2 separate regions of the Oryctolagus cuniculus genome follow, and region 1 is linked to region 2. Evidence: chromatin contacts called from public Micro-C data. All regions are on one chromosome and are shown on one strand. Each heading gives the region's core, a stretch centred on a gene start, on an enhancer-like site or on the middle of the called end of the contact. The rest is flanking DNA. Distances are from core to core; before and after follow the strand shown. Region 1 holds the start of SUPV3L1 (Suv3 like RNA helicase). Region 2 holds the start of KIFBP (kinesin family binding protein).

The links. Hi-C and Micro-C count contacts between places; a contact is called where the count stands out from the background.
Region 1: a contact with region 2 is called in a Micro-C map of ear pinna, with 6 times the contacts expected there. The contact joins the promoter of SUPV3L1 here to the promoter of KIFBP in region 2. A contact is called at or near these places in 2 of 6 Hi-C or Micro-C datasets (ear pinna and skin fibroblasts).

The regions. Positions count from the first base shown.
Region 1 is chr15:60,975,884-60,982,773 of mOryCun1.1, forward strand. It overlaps SUPV3L1 (Suv3 like RNA helicase), which reads left to right and starts at 4,568. Exons shown (of 15, transcript XM_002718445.5): 1 at 4,568-4,935. The coding sequence starts at 4,662. LOC127484130 (a long non-coding RNA gene) reads right to left here and starts at 4,281. Exons shown (of 3, transcript XR_007910892.2): 1 at 4,209-4,281; 2 at 381-457.
Region 2 is chr15:60,771,263-60,778,464 of mOryCun1.1, forward strand. KIFBP (kinesin family binding protein) reads left to right here and starts at 5,591. Exons shown (of 7, transcript XM_008270032.4): 1 at 5,591-6,112. The coding sequence starts at 5,687. It overlaps DDX21 (DExD-box helicase 21), which reads left to right. Exons shown (of 15, transcript XM_002718570.5): 15 at 1-178.

The DNA of each region.
Region 1 (6,890 bases), core at 3,318-5,817, 200 kb after region 2:
GAACAACTCAACAAAAGCAGGTAACTACATGGACAGCTGACCAAAGCAAATATCAAGCTGTCAATAATCACGTGAAAAGATGGCCCATAGCGTATACCATTGGGAGACTGGGCAGTCCACCCCGAGGAGCCGGCACTGCGCACACTGGGGTCGCCACACTCCACAACAGGAATGGAACGGCCACTGCTGCCAGAAGAGGAAGCACAGGCGGCCTCGCTCGCCGCCAGCAGGAGGCAGCACGGCACGGCCACTTGGGAAAGACGTCCTGGCAGTTTTGCCAGTGTGAAACAGGTGTCACTCACAGCCCAACAGTCACACCCCTACATTCCTGTACTTATACTGCTGTGTAAAAATCACCTGGTCAGTTTGTTCAAACTTACAGTAGCAGGGCTGTCTGTCAACAGCAGAGGCTGTAACTGGCCTGGGGTGAGCCGTCCACCGGTGTACTCAGCAAGGTCTGTAAAAACAGCAAAAAGTTATTTCCCTACACACTTTACTTGCAACCCAAACGCTGGGGGAAACCTCCCACACCCACCAGTCCTCCAGGTCCCTGGACACCAACAGGGAGTCAGGATAAAGGCACCGCAGCACCGGGCTGCCCCTCCCGCCGCAGACGCCACATGCAAGCAGGGGGTCCCCAGTTAACACAGACGGGGGCTCACACCACCCCCACTCGGGCTCCATCACGGCTCTGGTGGCTCACAGGACTCGGAAAACACTTCCAAATTCTCACGACCTAAAGGCGCTGCTATGAAGAGGTTATTTGTTTCTACCCACTACTTGTTGATTTTTTTTTTTTTTTGACAGGCAGAGTTAGTGAGAGAAAGAGACAGAGAGAAAAGTCTTCCTTCCGTTGGTTCACCCTCCAAATGGCTGCTATGGCCAGCGTGCTGCGCCGATCCGGAGCAACCGGGACAGAATCCGGCGCCCCGATCGGGACTAGAACCCGGTGTGCCGGCGCCGCAGGCGGAGGATTAGCCTAGTGAGCCACGGTGCTGGCCTTGACTTCTTTATTTAGTGGAGGGATAAGCTTGTGACCATGAAGGAAACTGAATGTCACTGTAGAAACCCTAAGAAACACAAGAGAGGCCAGCGCTGTGATGCAGTGGGCTAAAGGCCTGGCTTGCAGCACCAGCATCCCATACGGGTGCTGGCTTGAGTCCTGGCTGCCCCACTTCTGATCCAGCTCCCTAATGCGCCTGGGTGGCCCAAGTCCTTGGGCCCCTGCACCCACATAGGAGATCCTGAAGAAGCTCCTGGCTCCTGGCTTTGGATCAGCTCAGCTCTGGCCATTGCGGCCATTTTGGGAGTACACCAATGAATGGAAAACCCCTCTCTCTCTCTGCCTCTCTCAATGCTCTTCCAAATAAATAAAATAAATTAAAAAAAAAAAGGCAAGAAGAAAATGAGGAGGGAGAATGGTGGACAAGGAGGGAGGGTGGGAAGCTGTACACACGAAACACAGGACATTGTTCACTTTCTATAAATTCAGGAAAGTAAAGAAAATTCTGTTAAGAAAGCCGATTATAAAAAGAGGTTATCTGGGCCGGCGCCGTGGCTCAATAGGCTAATCCTCCACCTAGCGGCGCCGGCACACTGGGTTCTAGTCCCGGTCGGGGGGCCAGATTCTGTCCCAGTTGTCCCTCTTCCAGGCCAGCTCTCTGCTGTGGCCAGGGAGTGCAGTGGAGGGTGGCCCAAGTCCTTGGGCCCTGCATCCCATGGGAGACCAGGAGAAGCACCTGGCTCCTGCCATCGGATCAGCGCAGTGTGCTGGCCGCAGCGCACCGGCCACAGCGGCCATTGGAGGGTGAACCAACGGCAAAGGAAGACCTTTCTCTCTGTCTCTCACTGTCCACTCTGCCTGTCAAAAAAAAAAAAAAAAGGTTATCTGAACATGACTGGACAGAGAGGGTTCCGTCTTCACAGTTGCTGTGCAAATCTAAAACCAACAGGAAGCAACAACTGGTAAACCCTGGTGCTTTGGGCAGACGTCTGAGTGCTTACTTACATGCAACACTGAAATAACAAGGCTGCACAGACGGATCAGCAGAGACAACGCACCGCAAAGCTCTCCCCGGACCTCAGCGTTCCCTCGGCTCTACCCGAGTGTGTTTTACACAAGCCCAGGGCCCAGGGGGAACTCAATCCACATTGTGGCTTACACGAAAGCTCACTAGAGTTTCGTGTTTCACCCGTCTCTGCTTGCAGACTCACAGTATGATCCGCCCCATTAAAAACACGCTGGCAATCAAACCGACTTCCCGGACAGCAAAAATGTGCCTTTGCCATTGGCACGACAGGAACCAAAGGCTAGCTGGGAGGGATGTAACTGAAAGTCTCACGGCGTCTGCAAACCCAACCTCGGGGTTCTGGGTGGCAGCCTTTACCGCAGCGCCTGGGGTCAAATCCTGGCTCCAGCCCGCGAGACAGCAGGTGCCGGCTCCAGGGCCGGGGACCGAGCTCCGGGGTTCCCGCTGGACCCGGCCGGTGGGCCTCTGGGGAGCGAACCAGCAGATGGACAACCATCTCTGTGTCTGCCCGCCCCCCCCCCCCCCCCCCCCCCCGTCACTCAGCCTTCCGAAACGCCCACAAGCCTCTCCCGGAGCACTCGCGGCCCGCTCAGCCGGCCAGGTGGAGTCTCTGCCCGGCCTCAGCTCCGCGGCTTCCTTTAGCCCCAAGTTCCTGGCTTCCCGAGGCACTGACTTTCCCGCAGCCGGCGCGGCCCAGGCGGGCGACCCCCGCTGAGGTGGGCTGGGACCCCTACAGAGGACACGCGGACAGCAGCAACACTGGCGTCTCCCTGAACTGGTCCTGAGAAGGAAGCTCCCTGCCCCGCCGTGGCCTCAGACTCCAGCTGTCGCCAGGCTGCGGCGCCTCCCCAGTGTTACTCCCGGTCCCCCCAGGGGAGACCACCGCGCACAGAACTGCCCTTCAGCCCAGACAGGGTGTACGCCCCCTGGTGGCCGGGGTTCGCAGCGCAGGAGCTCCGTGTGCTCTCTGCACAGTGGCCGGGCGCCCCCTGGCGGCAGTCCCAGTGATCCTGAAACTCACTCCTCTGTCCCAAGCCAACTGGAAGACAAAACAGAAGCCAACAATTTGTGTCTTGATCAAAGTGGATGCTAATGCGCCTGGGAAAGCAGCAAAGGATGGCCCAAGTGCCTGGGTCCCTGCCACCCCCTTGGGAGACTGGGATGAGACTCCAGGCTCCTGACTTCAAGGTGGCAGGGGGCCAAAGACTTGAACCACCATCTGCTGTCTCCCAAGGTGCCATTAGCAGGAACCTGGAATTGGTGACAGCCAGAACTCAAACTCGGGAACTCTCATGGGGGATGCCGGCATCGCAAAGCTTGTATGTATGTGTGCATATGCATGTATATATGTATGCATGCATGTATGTAATGCGGGAGGGAGATGAGGGGCACATTTTCTATCGTATTTGGTCACTCACTAAACTGTGCAGACTCCTTTACTAGGTCTCTCCATTTCACTGAGTCGCTGCCGTCTTCAGACACACTAACCCGCCACCGCAGCTACAACTACCCCTTGTTTTCTTACGTGTTTTTGTTTCTTCCAGCCTGTCCCAGGTTTTCTCAACGACTTAACGGCTCTCTGTAAGCCACAAACAAGTCCTGCCTTAACTATGTTTGAGGTTTTTAAGTCTATCTTTTCCACAGCGAAGCCTCTGCCTGTCAGAAATCTTACAGTTCTGAAATTGCTCCTTTCTTTAATTAGCCCATTAGAGTAATATTTGCGTTACTCAACGTGTATTTTTGCTATCACCAACACTAGGTCAAAAACAGTTAAGGACGGTTTTCCTTGCAATGCTGGCGTTCAAAAGGTGCTTTGTAGGTTAAAGGCATGTAACAGTCTGTTCCTGGGATCCTGCTTGACACACATTAACACGCACGCGCTGCAACCCTGTTTAGAAATTAGGATGTTGCAGCTTCGTACAAGGACACAGTAGCCAGTCAATGTAACTGAACCTAAACCTTGGCCAAGTGCACGTTTTCGCCACGTTGTTGCCTCATAGCTGCTGGGATGCTGTACACAAACCGCGCGCGTGGAAGCAGTGTACATGCGCATTATGCCAAAGACGGCTTAATGTAGTACAACAGAATTCCTCAGCAACCCCTCCCAGATGCAGACCAAGGTACTCGGTAAGGAACTGCAGGAACGCGCTCCGGCGTTCCACTCCCGCAGCTCCCTACCTCGGTACCCGCAGCTACTGCGGCCAGTGCACAGCCTGCACTGATAACCCCGCGGCCACGTGCTGCTGGCCACGTGCTCTTGGGACGGGCCAGTTTGCGTCACGTGACACAGCAGGCAGGGCCCCGCCCCGCCCCCGCTCTCAGCTGTGACATCCCCAAAGATGCCTGATTACTTTCCCTGACTACCTTTGCCAGAAAGCTGATCCAACCACAGATGAAAGCAGATAGAGAAATCAGAACGAGGATTTCTCTCTTGAGTTTGCCTGATCGGTTGCTCCGTCACGGCTAGAGCAGTTTTACAGCGCTACCTTCCCCTGATTGATCAGGCGTTTACCTGGGCAGCTCTCCCTGCTCGGCCTGGGTCTTTCGTGCCTGCAGGCGCCGGTGGTTTGCGTCACTGTCCGCCGCCGTGCCTCGGGGCTGCTCCGGGCTCCTTTAGAGCCTGCGGTCTCCATGTCCTTCTCCCGGTGTGCCCTCTTGTGGGCTCGGCTCCCGGCGGGGCGCCCGGCTGGGCAGCGGGCAGCCGCCTGCTCTGCCCTTCGCGCCCACGGCGGGCCCTTTCCCGGGGCTCTGGGGTGCGTTCCTGCCGCTGCCGCCGCTTCCTCTAATGCATCCGGTGGCTCCAAAATCCCGAACACGTCCTTGTTCGTGCCCCTGACTGTGAAACCTCAGGGCCCCAGCGCCGATGGCGATGTCGGGGCCGAGCTCACGCGGCCTCTGGACAAGAGTGAGTGCGGGAACTGGCGGGGGGCGGCAGGAGGGAGGTGTACCTGGCCGGGAGGGAGCCAGATCCCTTCCCTGGCGACCCGAGCGTTGTCATGGCGCCCATCAGTGTCTGCCTCCCTCGCCGGCTGCTGAGGCCCTCGCTGCGTACTCCCCAGGGTTTTGCCCCAGAAGTGGCCTTTTCGCTCTCGCTGCTCTCCTCTGAGTGGGTTTGGGACGATGCAGCTGCTTCTGAACCGTCAGGTGCACGACCAGCATCTTTCTGCGTTCCTCCCGCCCCCCACCCCGAGACGGGGCGAGGGAACGAGGCCGTGAGAAGCCTTGGTTGACCGTTGTCGTGGACGGGCGCTCACACTGCCGAGCTGTTCGGGGAGGGAAGGTTTGCCGAGAGGAGCCAGCCTCACGGTCTCGGGGACGTGCGTGGTCAGCCGTGATACAAGGTCATGATGCGGGCGTCCCCGCCGAGGGTGGGAGGGGCCCTGAGCGTTCCAGGCCCCACGGAGGGAGGGACAGCTTCGCGTCAGCGAGTGACAGTGGATTTTGTCCGCAAAACTGCGTTGGATCGGTTTGACAGGGAGTTCTGGGGGGAGTTTGGGATGCTGTGGCTGAGCTTTAAAATTGTTCCCTTGTCCTTTGTAATTGAGACCCGTGATTGTGCATGTCGGTGGGTCGAGTGTGATAATTGGTTAGAGAGCCAGGGAGTGTGCTCTAGCAGGTGCCGTTCTGGAAGGCTGAGGGCGTGCTTGGTCCGATGAGGTACTTGGTGTCCGGGAACTGTCCTGTTAACAACCTTTCAGTTCAGTTTTATTTATTTGAAAGAGAGGGAGAGAGAGAGAATCCTCCTTCCACCTGTTCATTCCCCAGATGTTCAGAGCACCCAGGACTGGGCCAGGCCAAACCAGGAGCTGGGAACAGAATCCACGTCCCTTACACGCATGGCAGGGACCCAAGTACTTGAGCTGCATTTGCCTCCCCTCCTAGGGTGCCCGTTAGCAGGAAGCTGGGAACAGGAGAAGAGCTGTTTCGGAGGAAGTTAGAGATGAGCCCGTGTGGGTGAGAGGGGCCGAAGGAAGACGGCACCTGCTCAGAAAGGAAAGCATCGGAGCGGCCTCAGCGAGCAGGCTCGGAAGAGCCCCAGGATTTTATACCGCAGAATCCTGCCCATACCTGCATAACTTGACAGGTGGTCCCAGCCTTCCCCCACGGAAGGACCCCAGGGGAATCCTGTCCTCCCACCACCAAATGAGCTACCCAGCCGTATAACATCGGTTAACGAAAACTTGGGAGGAATTTCATCCGTTGCACACCCAGCAGACCCTTTGTCCAGGAGCAGACGGAGAGGGGATGGGAGGATGGCAGGAGGAACTGGACCCCGTTCCCTTGCAACCCCTGAGTGCAGACTGCGCTCCCCGCCCTTTCCTGAGGTGCCTGCCTAGCGAGCCAGTGCATTCTCTTCAGCAGACTCTGTGACGCTGCTTCCCCGGTCTGATGACTGGGCACTGTCTCTGCCCCGTTCCACCTTGCTATCCCACTTCCCACTGCTCTCACATCTGAATTCTTGGCGAGAAGACAAGAACCGTAATTTTACCCATCTGTGCAAACAGTGCCAGGATGGAACCCAGGCACTCTGAGATGGGACAGAGGTGTCCCAAGTGCTGTGCTGGACACCTGCTCCATTTCCACAAACTTTTTGAAGGCCCCTGGAAGGCAGCAATTTCAAAATCTTTTGCACCTGAATGAACTTTTATTTATTTGAAGGGCAAAGTTGACTGAGATAGAGATGTTCCATCTGCTGGTTTATTCCGCAAATGACCTGGGATAGAGGGAGGGTGGGGGAGAGAGACATCTTCTATCTTCCATCCGCTGGTTCACTCTCCAAATGACTGGAGCTGGGCCAGTCCTAAGGCAGGAGCCAGGAGCTTCCTCAGGTTCTCCCCTGTGGGTGCAGGGGCCCAAGGA
Region 2 (7,202 bases), core at 4,341-6,840:
TAAAAATATTTTAAATTTATGTATCAAACAATTCAGTTCACTTTTAAATTATAACCCATTTTTAGGTTGGAGCTATGTGCAGCGATTTCTCTACAGTTGTACATAAAATGTTTTTACTGTAATATGAACTAATGTTTAAAATACTGCTTTATGCTGTAATAAAGGTATTAGTATTTTATGTTTGTGGTGGTTTTCTAATATTGAAATTATTAAAACAGCTAGTAAAGAAATCTTAACATAGGAAAAACCAGTCACCTCATACAATTTTAGTCAGCAATTTTCCATGTATTTGTTTATAAAATTGCAGTAATTGGTTCTGTTTGGAGAATTGCATTTTTGCCCTTCCACAAGTATGCATATTTCTGTAGATCCAGATATAATGTAGCATTTTCTTTTAAGGATTTATTTGGAAGGCAGAGTTACAGAGAGGCAGAGAACCAGAGGTGTTCACCCTACCAGATCTCTGCAGATGCAGGGGCCCAGGGACTTGGGCCACCTTCCACTGTTTTCTGAGGCCATAGCAGAGAGCTGGATCAGAAGTGGAGCAGCCACCACCCATATGGGATGCTGGTGCTGCAGGTGGCAGCCACAAGCCCCACATAGCAATTTTTGATGACCAGATATTGCGTCTTACATATACACCAATATACATTTACCCAACACTGTGTTAGTTATTTATAATTTTTCACTATTAAAAACCCTGAGTTAATATCCTTATATAAATCTTCGCATACTTGCCTGTCATTTTAGGATATGTTTTCTAAATACAGAATTGCAGTTAGAGAGAATGTATTTTAAATTTTGGTGTAGTTTTCCCTGGTGCAGATCAACTCAAGTTTAAAGCCACGGCCAGAACTTGTTTTCCTTTTATCCATTTGGTAGGACAAAATAAAATTGCATCATTTTTATCTGCCTCTTTTAATTAGGATTAACATCTCAAAGCAGCCGTATTTGTGGTCTTTGTTTTGACCTGTCATTTTTTTTTCTGCTTGGAGTTCTTGTTAACAAGTTAGCAGAACTTGTTATATAGCAAATATATTTTCCAGGGTTTTATTTATCTTTTAACTGTAGAATATTATTTACTTGAGAGACTGAGCTCCCATCTGCTGGTTCACTTCTCAAGTGCCCACAGCCACGGGTGGGGCCAGTTTGAGCCATCTTCTCAAGGTATGGCCAAGCAGGAAATGAATCCAGAGTTGAGCCAAGACGAACTCAGCCATTCCTACCTGGGATGCAAGCATCCCGACTGCTAGGCCACACACCCATCTCAACTGTAGGGTGTTTGACATGAAAAAATGTGTTTTTATGTCATTGTGAACACCAATCTTATTTCTGGCTGTCTTGGAAAATTACCACCAAGGTTATAAAGGTTACTGATCCATGTCTTAAAATATGAATGAGTCTTGCTGGCGCCGCGGCTCACTAGGCTAATCCTCCACCTAGCGGCACCAGCACACCGGGTTCTAGTCCCGGTCGGGGCACCGGATTCTGTCCCGGTTGCCCCTATTCCAGGCCAGCTCTCTGCTGTGGCCAGGGAGTGCAGTGGAGGATGGCCCAAGTCATTGGGCCCTGCACCCCATGGGAGACTAGGAGAAGTACCTGGCTCCTGCCATTGGATCAGTGTGGTGCGCCGGCCGTGGCGGCCACTGGAGGGTGAACCAATGGCAAAGGAAGACCTTTCTGTCTCTCACTGTCCACTCTGCCTGTCCAAAAAATAAATAAATAAATAAATAAAATGAGTCTTAAAGAGTGGTACAGTAAAATACTTTGAAGTAATTTAATTTATAAAATATTATTTGAAAGGCAGAATGACAGGAAGACAGCTTCCATCTGCAGGTTCACTCCTCAAATGGCTGCAACAGGGCCAGCGCCGCGGCTCACTAGGCTAATCCTCTGCCTGCAGCACCAGCACCCCGGGTTCTAGTCCTGGTTGGGGCGCCAGATTCTGTCCCGGTCGCTCCTCTTCCAGTCCAGCTCTCTGCTGTGGCCCGGGAAGGCAGTGGAGAATGGCCTAAGTCCTTGGGCCCTGCACCTGCATGGGAGACCAGGAGGAAGCACCTGGCTCCTGGCTTCGGATCAGTGCGATGCGCTGGCCGTATCGGCCATTTGGAGGGTGAACCAACAGAAGGAAGACCTTTCTCTCTCTCACTAACTCTGCCTGTCAAAAAAAAAAAAAAAAAAAAAAAAAAAAAAAAAAAAAAAAGGCTGCAACAGCCAAGAGCTAGGCCAGGCTGAAACCACAATCCAGGAAATCCATCTAGGTCTCCCTCTTGGAGACTTGGGTGGCAGGGGCCCAAGTACTTGGGCAGTCATCAGCCTCCCTGATGGGTTAGCAGGAAGCTGGCTCAGAAGCAGAGTTGTTGGGACCCAAGCAGGCGCTCCAGTGTGGGGTGCAGGCACCCCAGTGGCAGCATCCTAAAGGCACATCCCTGAAGTGATTTTGAATGTAATGTTGTAAAAAATAGAATGTTTTCCCTTAGCAGAGCAGGGGTTTTTGTTACTAGCTACTGAATTCCTAGTGCTTACAACAGTGCCTGTCAAATCATAGACACTACATACTGAATAAGCGAACAAATCACTCAGTACTGTCGGACATGGAGTGGCAGGAGGCCAGACTGGCAGCAAGAGTGCCTCTTAGTAGTAATCAGATGATGGTGGCTTAAATTAGAGATGAAAAGACAGAGACGAGGAAAGAGCTGTTTAGGAGGAGGTGGGATGAGCAGTATTTTTACACTTTAAAAGAGAACAGTACAAAACCAGCCTGGTGGATGATATCAAAGGCAAATGTGGCACATACGGTGTGGGAGAGAAGGGGTGTATGAGAAGGAGGAAAGTAATGAATTCTGATTTGATCATAGAATTGACCCTCCGTATCCTTGGGTTCCCAATCTGTATATTGAACCAACTGGATTTAAAATATTTGGGAAAAAAAGTATAATAGAGGCTGGCACCGTGACTCACTTGGTTAATCCTCTGCCTGCGGCGCTGGCATCCCATTTGAACACCAGATTCTAGTCCCGGTTGTTCCTCTCCCAGTCCAGCTCTCTGCTGTGGCCTGGGAAAGCAGTGGAGGGTGGTCCAAGTGCTCGGGCCCCTGCACCTGCATGGGAGACCAGGAAGAAGCTCCTGGCTCCTGGCTTCTAATTGGTGCGGTTCTGGCCGTAGCAGCCATTTGGGGAGTGAACCAATGGAAGGAAGACTTTTCTTTCTGTCTAACTCATTGTCTGTAACTCTACCTGTCAAATAAATAAAAATCTTTATTAAAAAAGTATAATAAGCAATTCAAACTTTCTTTATATGTTTTAGGTATTAAAAATGATCTAGGGGGGCCGGCGCTGTGGCGCAGCGGGTTAACGCCCTGGCCTGAAGCGCCAGCATCCCATATGGGCGCCGGTTCAAGACCCAGCTGCTTCTCTTCTGATCTAGCTCTCTGCTATGGCCTGGGAAAGCAGTAGATGATGGCCCAAGTCCTTGGGCCCCTGCACCTGCGTGGGATATCAGGAAGAAGCTCCTGGCTCCTGGTTTCGGATCAGCGTAGCTCTGGCCATTGCAGCCAATTGGAGAGTGAACCATCAAATGAAAGACCTCTCGCTCTGTCTCTACCTCTCTCTCTAACTCTGTCTTTCAAATAAATAAAACAAATCTTTAAAATAAAAATGATCTAGAGATGGCTTAAAGGAAGGGGTGGGGAGCTTATATGCAAACAACAGGCCATTTTACATAAAGAACTAGAGCATCCAGTGATTTTGATGTCTCTTGGGGTCCTGAAGCCAATCCCTGCAGGTACTGAGGGATTATTAATGTGCAGAAGCAGGTGAAACATTCAGGTGTGATTGTTCCAGATCCCGTGGAGATCAGTGATACCAGTGATACTTCAGTATGAGAAAACTGAAGCTTAGAAGAGCTAACATGGATCTAAGATTCAAACTTTCATGTGTCTGGGAGTTTCCTAAATTGGTACGTTTGTTGTTTTTTTTTAAGATTTATTTTATTTATTTGAAAGATAGAGTTACAGAGAGAGGTAGAGACAGAGAGAGAGGTCTTCCATCCGATGGTTCACTCCCGAGATGGCCGCAACAGCCGGAGCTGCACCGACCTGAAGCCAGGAGCCAGGAGCTTCTTCCAGGTCTCCCACGTAGGTATAGGGGCCCAAGGACTTGGGCCATTTTCTACTGCTATCCCAGGACATAGCAGAGAGCTGGATTGGAAGTGGAGCAGCCGGGACTAGAACCGGTGCCCATATGGGATGCTGGTGCTTCAGGCCAGGGCATTAACCCACTGCACCACAGCGCCAGCCCCAAATTGGTACGTTTTTAAAAATACCTATCTCGCCGGTGCCGCGGCTCACTAGGCTAATCCTCCGCCTTGCGGCGCCAGCACACCGGGTTCTAGTCCCGGTCGTGGCACCAGATTCTGTCCCGGTTGCCCCTTTTCCAGGCCAGCTCTCTGCTGTGGCCAGGGAGTGCAGTGGAGGATGGCCCAAGTGCTTGGACCCTGCACCCCAAGGGAGACCAGGAGAAACACCTGGCTCCTGCCTTCGGATCAGCGCGGTGCACCGGTCGCAGCGGCCATTGGAGGGTGCACCAACGGCAAAACGAAGACCTTTCTCTCTGTTTCTCTCTCTCACTGTCCACTCTGCCTGTCAAATAAATAAATAAATAAATAAAATAAAAATAATTAAAAAAATAAAAATACCTATCTCAAGGCACTTCATGTGGCTAGAGCTTGGTAAAAGTCTCCCTTTCCCACTTGGTTACTTCAGTGGTAACCGGTCTTCCAGCCTGTTACCTCGGGCAGTTCACCTCTGTATTCCAGGCTCAGTGAAATAGGTACCTACCGGTGAGTGCTCCTATCCATAACTTTCCATCAAGAATTCATGTCCTAGTAAGCGATCCCTGTTAGAGAGCAGAGCCTTTTCCAAAGAAACTTAACCAGCGATGGGTGGGGTATACCTTAATCTCAAAGGTCGGTTGCCTTCCAGTTTACATCCATTAGCTATTTTCCTTCTTTTTTAAAATTTTTTTTATTTATTTTTTATTTGAAAGGCAGAGTTACAGAGAGAGCAAGAGACTGACAAATCTTCCATCGGCTTGGTTCATTCTCCAAATGGCTGCAATGGCCAGGGCTGGTCCAGGAGGGAGCTAGGAGCTTCATCCAGGTCTCCCACTCGTGGAGGCAGCTTCTTCCACTGCTTTTCCAGGCACATTAGGAGGGAGCTTGACTGAAGTGGAGCAGCCGGGACTCGAACCGGTGATCATACAGGATGCCGGGGGTACAGGCGGGGGCCTAACCCGCTACGCTACAATGCCGGCCCTGATATTTTTGTAAACTATATTCCAAAACGTTTCGGTAAAGTAAGCGGATATTAAACATTTTAATATGCACTATACATACACACACTTCACAGGGTGAACTAACAGGAGACGACACCACGACGTAGTGGGGCGGGGCTGGAGGCGGGGACACCCTCGGGGACCTATTTTCTAGACAGCAGTTGCCATGGCGACCACCTCGCCTTCCCATTGGTCACTGCCGAACCTATTGCGGTTCCCCAAGCGGACTTTAATTGGCTGCCGATCTGCCGCAGCCCGACCTGTCGAGAGCCGTAAGTGAAGTGTCGCAAAGCAGAAGGAAGGCGGGAGTCCCGACTGCAAACACTGAGAAAGCCCCGGCTGTAGGGGCCGCTATGGCGAGTGCGCAGTGGGCCGAGGTCCGAGAGAAATTCCAGGCGGCGCTGGCCCTGTCGCGAGTGGAACTGCATAAAAACCCGGAGAAGGAACCGTACAAGTCCAAATACAGCGCCAGAGCGCTGCTGGAAGAGGTCAAGGCGCTGCTCGGCCCCGCGCCCGACGACGAGGATGAGCGGCTGCAGGCCGACGAGGGCTTGGGCGCTGGGGACCACGCCCTGGGGCTGCCCACGGAGGTGGTGGAGGCCGAAGGGCCCGTCGCCCAGCGGGCGGTCAGGCTGGCGGTTATAGAGTTCCACCTCGGGGTGAACCACATCGACACCGAGGAGCTGTCGGCGGGCGAGGAGCACCTGGTGAAATGCCTGCGGCTGCTGCGCAGGTACCGGCTCTCGCACGGCTGCATCTCCCTCTACATCCAGGCGCAGGTGAGAGCGAGCCCGGCCGGCCGCCGTGCAGCCCCCAGAGCCGGCCCCGGGCCGTGCGAGGCGAGGGCGTGGAGAGGAGCCCCCGCTCCGGGCCGTGTTAGATATGGCACGACTTCTGCTCGTGTGTTTGAAGCGGTGGGAAAGGCCAGCCTTAGGACTTGGAGCCGTGTAACCGCATCCCCCTGCGCTGGCTTCCATACTCCCTCTCCATGCCTCGCTTGCCCACGGGCAGCACGCTGGTTTCCGGGGCCCTCCTGCGTGTCATGTGCCCGCCGGCTCTCCGCTGTCCAGAGACTGGTCATTCTGTTAAAATCCAGACTAATGTAAATCTTAACTTAAGGTGTCGTGGAAATGACAGTGACCGTAAAACATTAATAATTCAAAACAAAATGTCTGAAGTCTTCAGTTTCCGTTGCTACATTGGTTCGCCCCCCCGGGGGATTCCTGCCCATTCAAAACCATCCCAAGAATCACCTCATTTCAGTAACTTTCTTTGGATCATTTTGGTTCAGACTGATCTCTTTACCACCTTTGAATACTTACAATATTCCCGTTTTTATGGTGCTTGATAAGAAATAAACCAACATTCTGCATTGGGAACAAAACTCTTGAAAATACAAGGATGCATGAGCTTCCTGTGTGTGCCAGGATGTTTGCTTACTCTCACAGCCAGTAGTTCCAGGACCCAGTGTAGGTGATTGAGGGAATATTACCAAAGTGGATTTGATGGCAAGTAGGTCTCAAAGACAAACCTCAAAATTAAGAGACAACTCATACTGGATCATATTCTTTTGTCATGGTCCAGCAATTTGAAAGCCACACAGTAACAGAGACTACCTTTTCTTAAACTCACCCCAGTAGGTGGCACATAGTGTGCAGATTCTAAATATCTCTTGAGTGGATGAGGAACTATTGAAATTTGTAATATGTTAAATTCAAACTAAACTTCAGTTATCTGAAGTTTTCCTTAACCATATAACCTCAGATTTTTTTTTTTTTTTTTTTTTTTTTTTGGACAGGCAGAGTGGACCGTGAGAGAGAGAGAGAGAGAGAAAGGTCTTCCTTTTGCTGTTGGTTCACCCTCCAATGG